Regions from separate parts of the Oryctolagus cuniculus genome. Here region 1 is linked to region 2. Evidence: chromatin contacts called from public Hi-C data. All regions are on one chromosome and are shown on one strand. The core of a region is the stretch at or near the end of the contact, and the rest is flanking DNA. Distances in the headings are between cores, read along the strand shown. Region 1 has its middle 74 kb from the start of CAV2. Region 2 has its middle 140 kb from the start of TES.

The links. Hi-C and Micro-C count contacts between places; a contact is called where the count stands out from the background.
Region 1: a Hi-C map of an unstated tissue shows a contact between it and region 2, with 3 times the contacts expected there. The contact joins two enhancer-like sites. A contact is called at or near these places in 3 of 6 Hi-C or Micro-C datasets (embryonic fibroblasts, skin fibroblasts and an unstated tissue).

What each region holds. Positions count from the first base shown.
Region 1 is chr3:151,871,029-151,875,690 of mOryCun1.1, reverse strand. No RefSeq gene overlaps it. Among named protein-coding and RNA genes, the nearest start is that of CAV2, 74 kb to the left of the region's middle. Within about 2 kb of position 1,655, at least 1 of the 8 cell types and tissues checked has an H3K27ac peak or open chromatin away from gene starts, as enhancers often do.
Region 2 is chr3:151,793,692-151,797,959 of mOryCun1.1, reverse strand. No RefSeq gene overlaps it. Among named protein-coding and RNA genes, the nearest start is that of TES, 140 kb to the right of the region's middle. Within about 2 kb of position 1,614, at least 5 of the 8 cell types and tissues checked have an H3K27ac peak or open chromatin away from gene starts, as enhancers often do.

The sequences.
Region 1 (4,662 bases), core at 406-2,905, 78 kb before region 2:
TGTAGACTTGCCGTGTGACCCAGTTGTTCTACTTCTAGATAAAAGCACATATCCTGACAAAAATTTGTTCACTTCTGTTCATAGCAATTTTACTTATAAAAGTCCAAAATCGGAAACAACTCAAATATCCACCAACTGTTAGACTGATAAATAAACTCTAGTGCATTCATACAACTGAATACCACACAACAATTAGGATAGACTATTGATATACACTGTAATATTGATGAAACATTAATGATCATACTGAATAAAAGAAAGCAGACAGAAAAGTAACATATTTCAAGATTGATTCATATTAATGTCTATGAAATGAAATCCAACATATAGTATCAGAATGCAAATCAGTAGTTGACTTGGAGAGGAAAAAACACAGGGAAACTTTTGAACATATAGAAAGACTAATTATTTTGATTGGGTGATAGTTTCAAAGATGTAGACACATGTCCTTATTTTCTAAACTGTGCATATCAGGTGTATGTAATTTATTGTATATCAATCATGGTATAATAAAACTATAAAAATTGTAAGAAAAGGTAGCACTCTCTACCTGGTTCCCGATCAATGGCTATCAAAAATATCATGTTGAACTCCACGAATAAGAGCATGTGTATTATTTTGCTAGTAAGATAACTTGCAATCCTTTGACATTACTTTTTGAGAACACAACCTTTGCTAAGATTTCAGCTTTTTTAAAAATGTGAAATATTATCTCAGTTTATTATAATGAATTGAGAAAAGCATGTTGACATTTGTATATTAACCACCTTTCAACAAAATTGTGAATAAGGGTCTTTTCCGCATGGATTGTGGTAGGAGTCAGGGGGTGGCACATGAGAAAATATGTCCTCTATTCTTGTTTTCTCATTTTTCAAAAGGCAATTTGAACGGATTTCCTATTTTCTTTAAAGACCACAATTACATGGAAGTGGTTCAGAGTGTGGGTTTTCAAGTTTGCCTCTTTATGCTCAGATGCCAGCTCTGTGACTCACCCTTGACAACTGCATTCATTCCTCCAAGCCTCAGCTTCCTCATCTTAAAAATGGGGATGGTAGCAGCATATTTCTCTAGAGTTGTTTCACAGAACAAGTAAGACAATGCATTAAAAAAAAAACCACTTAGCATTGTGCCAGGCATAACACACAAACTCTCAGCTATTATGCCACATCCTTGGCAAGGCCCCACTGACTGTGGGGAAAGCTGTACAAGTGAGTGGCCAGAATGGCAGGGGGCAGAGACAAAGGTTAGCAGAGAACACTGGGAAATTATACTCTGGCACATTTCCCGTGTTGGGAGAAATAACACCACAGCACTGGCATGCACTGGAGAGTAAACATGGAGGGAAGTCACAATGTGCGATAGACCAGAGACTAGTTAACACTTGGTACAAATAAATAGCACTCCAAGAAAAAGATATCGAAAGTCCCTTATCTGTGCCACCAAGGAGCTTCTTTAAACAGAACTCTTTTTTGGAGGGCAAGAGGAGGGGAGTGATTTGTATTTTGAGAATAGATGTGAGAGGATGAGAAAGAAGATACTGAAGGTTGTTAATGCTTGTCTGGACCCTGGGTCTACCCTCAACTATTCACTCACTGGGAGCCCAAGTAGAACATGACAGAAAATAGAGCAGCCATTTGCACAGACCGGTGTACACTTGAACTCCTTGTGCATTTAATGTTGTCTTCTCCATATCCTGTGCTCAGCTACCTTCCATTATTTGATTTGCCACCTACATCTTCTTGAGCTAAAATAATCTTCCTATATTAATGCAACAGGTGTTTTCTTCATAAAATTGTTTCTCATAAAAGCTTTAAAAGGTGAGGCTGAATTCCTCACATTTCTTTTGTCTACACCCTGATTTCCTTGGCATGGTGTCAGTTCTTAGGTTTTGGACATTGAAATATTTGCTAATAACTGTTGATTATGCTGACCTGGCACATGTGCCAAAAACTGTCCAAGATCTCTGCGATGGAATAGTGAACCAGTGTGGGTTATGACGACCACCTTGACTTCTTTTATGAGATGAAATGACAGTTATTGCAGTATTTCTCAATAACAGGATATAATTTGTACGTAATTTTTTTCAATTCCCCTGTTTAATGTTTACATTTTGCAATGATTAAATGTATTTAGTTTGAAATTTTGTTTTGGAAATATTTATAGCACCTCAATAGACTCTTTCCTCTCTGAGTAACATTTTGGACAACATTCTTTGGTCTCTGTTGATGGCACTTTTCCTGTGCTGAAGTTAAATGTGGCCAGTTCAGGTGGGCCCTATTGTTTGAAAAAACAGGATCACTTCTTTTTCATGAGTACCTATAATACCTATAGTATAATATAGTATAAATATAACAGTATAATGTGTATGGTATATGTATTATCCATAGTATCTATCATGTGCCAGCCACCGGGTGAGTTGTAGTATCTTTGGGACTATTTTTGACTTGACAGTCTTTACTATGAGCTTGTCAGCTACATCTGCTACATCTGCTTTGAGGAAATTTTGTCAAGATGCCTAGTTGTTTCCAGGATGACGATCTTCCTAGTGGCATTCTGCCCAAATCCTGGGGAATGACAAATCAGGCAATTCTATTGTACTAGGCTGTAGAAGAGGTTTGGGCGGGGGTTGGGAGAGGGGCATCCAGGATAGAATTAGGTTGCTGAAATCAACTTTATGTGGCCTGAGTTATATTGTCTTTACTGAAGGCATACTGGAAGACAAAACAAAAACCAAAGTTTTACTATTAAATATATTTGTTGTTGTATATGATTCAATGTGTTGGGTTGATTTGTATGTAAGTTAACTATAACCTTAATTGTATAGGGAGACTTGATTTTCTTCCCCACCACTACTTCCTAACATTTGGTAGGATGGAATGTAAACTTATTAGCAAAATATAATAATAATTCTAAAGTATGTTACAAGGCAGCAATGTTTATAAGAGAAAGAGCTGGTTTTTGTACAGGTGATTCTGCAGATCTGGGGTCTGAAGGTCCCCTGAGGGCACATGCAAGACCTGAAGAAACTTCCACGAGGGACCCAGGAAGAGAGCAGAGCAGTCCAGGTGTCATGCAGGTGTTAGTGCTGTGTGGAAGGTGATTATCAGCATTAGGTACATATTTCACATGGGTCACATCTGCCTTTGTGTGTATCTAATACTGACTCCATATCTCTTTATTCTGTTTGATGATCAGGAATAGGATTGGGGTTGGGCAGAAAGTGGATGACATCAAGTCTTGCTACAAATTTAATGTACAAAAAATGTCTTTATCCAAGAAAGTGAGTAAATTGCTCTGAAGTTTAAAGAATGTGCTATTTGATGACAGTGCCCTGGTGCAGCAAGTCAAGCCACTGTTTGCAATGCTGGAATCCCCTAGCAGAATGCCAGTTAGAGTCCTGGGCACTGGGCTTCTGATCCAGCTCCCTGCTAATGTGCTGGGGAAGATGGCCCAAGTGCTTGGACCCCTACCACTCATGTGGGAGACTGGGATGGAGTTCCTGGCTCCTGGCTTTGGCTTGGTCCCTACTCTGAGTTGTTGTGGCTAGTTGCAGAGTGACTCAATGGATGGAAGTTCCCTCTTTCTATCTCTATCTCTTCCTCTTTCTGTTGCTCTGCCTTTCACATAAATAATTAAATACATAAGTCTTAAAAAAGAATTATTATTTAATGTCGTCATTTAACTCTGCATTTTAAGTGCAATAACTATTTGTGAGGAGATGTTACATAAAATGATGCATGATTCAAGGAAGCATGGATCTCTGAGCTCCTATACCCTGAATGCATCCCATTCTTTCATGGCCAGCTCTTTGAGGACATTGTTTTATTAATTTGCATTGTTTTATTAATTTGAAATTCAAGAAGATGAGATTTATTTCTCTTCTAATATGAGACACTGTAATTGTTTGCTCTGAACACAAACAAAATGTTATTTCAAATCGACAGAATGAACACTTACAAACACTTTAAATGAAAAATTATAGGTTTTCCAACCTCAGTTACATGAAAAAGTCATCTCCCTGTTGCAGATGTTGACAGCCAGTGATTAAGTTGTTCGGCATATTGTAGGTAGCACCTAAACCTGATGATTATGTGGGTAAACCAAGAAAGTAGAAAAACTGGGGCCAGCGCTGTGGTGCAGCAGGTTAACGCCCTGGCCTGAAACACCGGCATCCCATATGGGCGCCGGTTCTAGTCCCAGCTGCTCCTCTTCTGGTCCAGCTCTCTGCTGTGGCCTGGGAAAGCAGTAGAAGATGGCCCAAGTCCTTGGGCCCCTGCACCTGCATGGGAGGCCCAGAAGAAGCTCCTGCCTCCTGGCTTCGGATTGGCGCATCTCCAGCCATTGCTGCCATTTGGGGAGTGAACCAGTGGATGGAAGACCTCTCTCTCTGTCTCCACCTCGCTGTAACTCTGTCTTTCAAATACATAAAAAGATAAATATTTTTTAAAAAAGAAAGAAAGTAGAAAAACTAAAAAATATAATATCTGGTCAAAAAAGTATTTTCTTGGGAATGACAAGGTGACATAGTGGGTTAAACTGCAGCCTTCAGCACCAACATCACATAGGGGTTCCAGTTCAAGTCCCACCTGCTTCATTGCTAATGTGCTTGGGAAAGTAGCAAAAGACCATCAAAATGCCCTGGCCCAGCCCCAGCAATTGCTG
Region 2 (4,268 bases), core at 365-2,864:
AACTGTTTACTCCCCAAAGAGAACCACTTTTGTGAGTGAAGAGGGCACTGTTAGTGATTAAACTTGGGCAACTGGAGTAAACCAAGGCTACCCTGGCAACACTGTGAGGGGTGGGTACAGCCACCATACGCATAGTGAGGTTAGGGGACTCCTGGTGCCTGGAGACTCAAGTCCAAGGTTGCTTTGCCTGTGTGTGATTGGCATTGTCTAGTCATTCCTTTAGGTTTTATAGATGATAATTTTCTGCTCTTGTCGGCAAACACAGCAATAAGAAAAAAAAACTGCACCATAAATTCCCGTATGAGTCAGAACACAGCCCCCTTGTTAAATAATACAGCTCCAGAATAGATTTTGTTACAAAGAAAATGTTCTGTACAAATTCTTTAAAAAAAAAAAAAAGTCTTTCAAATGGATTTTTTTTTAGGATGCCCCCACCCACTATTTACAAAGAAAGTCTTCAGGGGGAGCAGCCACCCCTGGGGCCATTTCTAGCTGAGAGATGTGCATTCAGTACCAAGGACACAAAAAAGCTGTTGTCATTGCACCCAAACTATTTTTTGTGCCTAACATTTTTGCCTCCAAACTGTAGTGCATTGCTGTGCTTCCTCTCTGTTTGTTTTACCACTTCCCTTCTAAATATTTTGCATCATCCTGGAGATTTTCCCAAGTTGTGGCCTGCTTGCCGGAGAGTTGCATGCCTCCGATTTGTGGCATGAAGCCTTGTTGCCATGGCAAGGGCTGTTTATCATGGGGGGTTGCCTTCCAGGATGGCACCTCCCACAGCAATTCCAACCTCCTGTCCTCCCCTTCTCTGCACGTTCCGAGATCCTGAGACAGCAGCCCAGTTATGGCTTTCTCTAATCATAAACTGCATTCCCGGAGCATGAACTTTACTTTGCTCTGCTTTCAAGATAGGGAAATATTTGGCTGTGTTTACTTCTCTCAAACTGGGCAGTGCCCTCTTGACTGTTATGACTAATCTGCTTGTCGGGACTGGAATCTCCCAGCAGCTCTTTCCCCCAGGTAAATCACATCACTCAAACCCGCTGAAGCAAACATACCACACAGGTCAAAGGGTGACCTAGAGGTGGTCGAGGCCCATGATAGAGAGAGGTGACAGAGACCCCTGTTGAGCACAAGGATTTTTCCAGGAGAAGGAAAGCTTAGTCAGCAACCAACAAGCCCTGCTTGCCCACATCCCTGAAGAGGAACCAGCCTGGGGAGAGATAAGGGCCATGGGCTTACACTGTGATTGTGCCTACCTTTGTATTTGTTAAATGTGGAAATTGACTTCATCCAATTAATAAGAGCAGGAAGCAGTTTCTGTTTTCTCTTTGTAGAAGCACATGAAGTAACGGTTTTATCTTAATTTGTCAGGCATTGCCCAAGAGACTACAGCCATGTGGGCTGCTGGCCAAAAAAACTGCTCTAAGGCCCAAGTATTAACACCCAGATATAAAAAGAATGCTAATTGGTTTTCCAGCTGAAAAATAATAAGTCTCTCGCTGCCAAAAATGCTGTATGGCATGGAAACCCCAAGTTTATACAATAGGGCCTGATTGCAATCTGGGGGCTCCATTTGTACTCATGCGGAGAGCGAAACAAAGGGAGGTGTTGCTCTCGTCCGCCTCTGCACAAGGCCTCTGCTCCAGATCTCAGCCTGGGGTTGCACCAGGCTTCCCACAGTCTTCCTGCCAAACCTCCAAGCTTTTTCCTGGCTGCCATTCAGGAAAGTACAGCTTCGTCCGTAGGATGGAAAGTTAAAAAGGCCTTGCTTGGATACGCTGAAATACATACAAACACTGCTTGACATATGGAGGGCCTGGATTTGCACGGGCTGCTCCTGCTGGCATCCTTAGGAAAAAGAATGGGAGACTTTTAAAAGTCATTTCAGTTAAGTGATTGAGATATTAGCTGGAATTTTTTTTTTAAGAAAATCCAGCCTTCCCTATTTAATCTTAGTGATCATCCACCTTTCTTTCTTTACTAATAAAACGTCGACTAACCTCCAAGATCCCACTCAGCCTGGTCACCTCTCACTCAAGAACTGGATTTAGTACATACAGAAGATACTGCATATCTGTGAATATCATTGAGAAGGTTGAGAAGGTCACGGGAAATGACCTGGGGTGAGAGTCAAACTCTGGAGCCCATAGCACAGGATGGACTCTGGGCTGGTGTTCTGATGTGCTTTGGCTGTGGGCCAGCCTTGGCTGTGGCTTCACACCATGACACAAGCCTGCATTACTGATAGGGATGTGTTTGAACTGAAATGGGTTTGTAACATTTAGAACCCTATTCTTTTTTTTTTTTTTTTTTTGACAGGCAGAGTGGACAGTGAGAGAGAGAGACAGAGAGAAAGGTCTTCCTTTGCCGTTGGTTCACCCTCCAATGGCTGCCGCGGCCGGCGCGTTGCGGCTGGTGCACTGCGCTGATCCGATGGCAGGAGCCGGGTACTTATCCTGGTCTCCCATGGGGTGCAGGGCCCAAGCACTTGGGCCATCCTCCACTGCACTCCCGGGCCACAGCAGAGAGCTGGCCTGGAAGAGGGGCAACCGGGACAGAATCCGGTGCCCCTACCGGGACTAGAACCCGATGTGCCGGTGCCGCAAAGCGGAGGATTAGCCTAGTGAGCCGCGGCGCCTGCCTAGAACCCTATTCTTGATATTTGCAGTTGAAGGTAAACATCTCTAAAGAAGGCCCAGTATGGTCATTCCTCCATATCCATGGGATCTGCAACCGTGGATTCAACTAAGCAAATGTTTTTCGAAAATATTTGCAAAAGCATCTTTACCAAACATGCATAGGCTTTTTCTTTGTCATTATTCCCTAAAAGTTATATCAATTATTTATATAGCATTTACATTGGGCTAGATGTTGTAAATAATTTAGAGATGATTTAAACCATATGGAAGAGTGGGAATAGATAATATGTACTATGCCATCTTCTATAAGGAAGTTGAGCATCTGAAGATTTAGGAATTCATGGGGGACCTTCAACCAATCTCTTCTAAGTATTGGAGGATGACTGTAATTAGTCTTACCCATAATACTGTTTTTAAGAGCTTATTTATTTATTTGACATGCAAAACAAAAGGAGAGAGAGAGAGAGAGCAAGAGAGATTTTCCACCTTTGGGTTCATCTCCCAAATGCCCACAACAGCCAAAATAAGCTGAAGCCAGGAGCTAGGAACTCAATCCAGGTCTCCCATTTGGGTAGCAGGGACCCACGTATTTAAGCCGTCACCTGCTGCCTCCCAGGGTGCATTATCAGGAAGCTAGATCAGAAGTAGAGGTGGAACTTGATCCCAAACACTCCAGTAGGAAATATGGGCATCCCCAATGGCAGCTCAACCCTTTACATCACAACCCCATTCCCTCATAGTGCTTTCCACATAGTTGCTGTCACCAATAATGAGTAGAGTATGGCCATCATCCTAGTCACGTCTTTAAAGATGCAACAAAATTATACATATAATAAAAAAGTAAAATATATTCTCAAAACAACTTCTGCCAAAGTATGCAGAAAATAAAATAGGTTATGAGCTTCCACTGTTATGTTAACAATAAATTATTTTTTGGCAGAAACAGGCAAGCAGTTGTTTGTTGGTATATGCTTTTTTGTTTATTATTTTTATTTGTTGGTTATCATTATTAAATGCATTACCATATAACACATTTTTCTACAGAGTAATGAGATGACATGGGATGTACTGAAGAGTTATAAAAATGTTTATTTCAAAATATTTGGTATCAAGACTTTTTTTCTTTTTCTTTTTGCAATTCATTTATTTTTTGAAAGGCAGAGTTACAGAGAGAGAGACAGAGGGGAATCTGCTGGTTCACTCCCTTGATGGACACAATAGCCAGTACTGGGCCAGTTCAAAGCTGGGAGCTTCTTCCAGGTCTCCCATGTGTGTAGCAGGAACTCAAACACTTGGGCCATCTTCCACTGATTTTCCCAGGCCAATAGCTGGTTTGGAAATGGAGAACCCAGGACTCCAACAGACTCCCATGTGGGATGCCCACATCACAGGTGGTGGCTTTATCTGCTACATCACAATGCTGCCCCCAAGACTTTTTTCAAGGATTTTCTAAAAAAGATTTTTAAATTTTATTTGAAAAGCAGAGTTACAGAGAGAGACACAAATACACACACACACACACACACTCACACTCACACACAGAGTGAGAGAGAGAATGAGCTCCCATCCTCTGGTTCACTCTCCAAATGGCCACAACAACCAGGGATAGGCCAGACCAAAGAG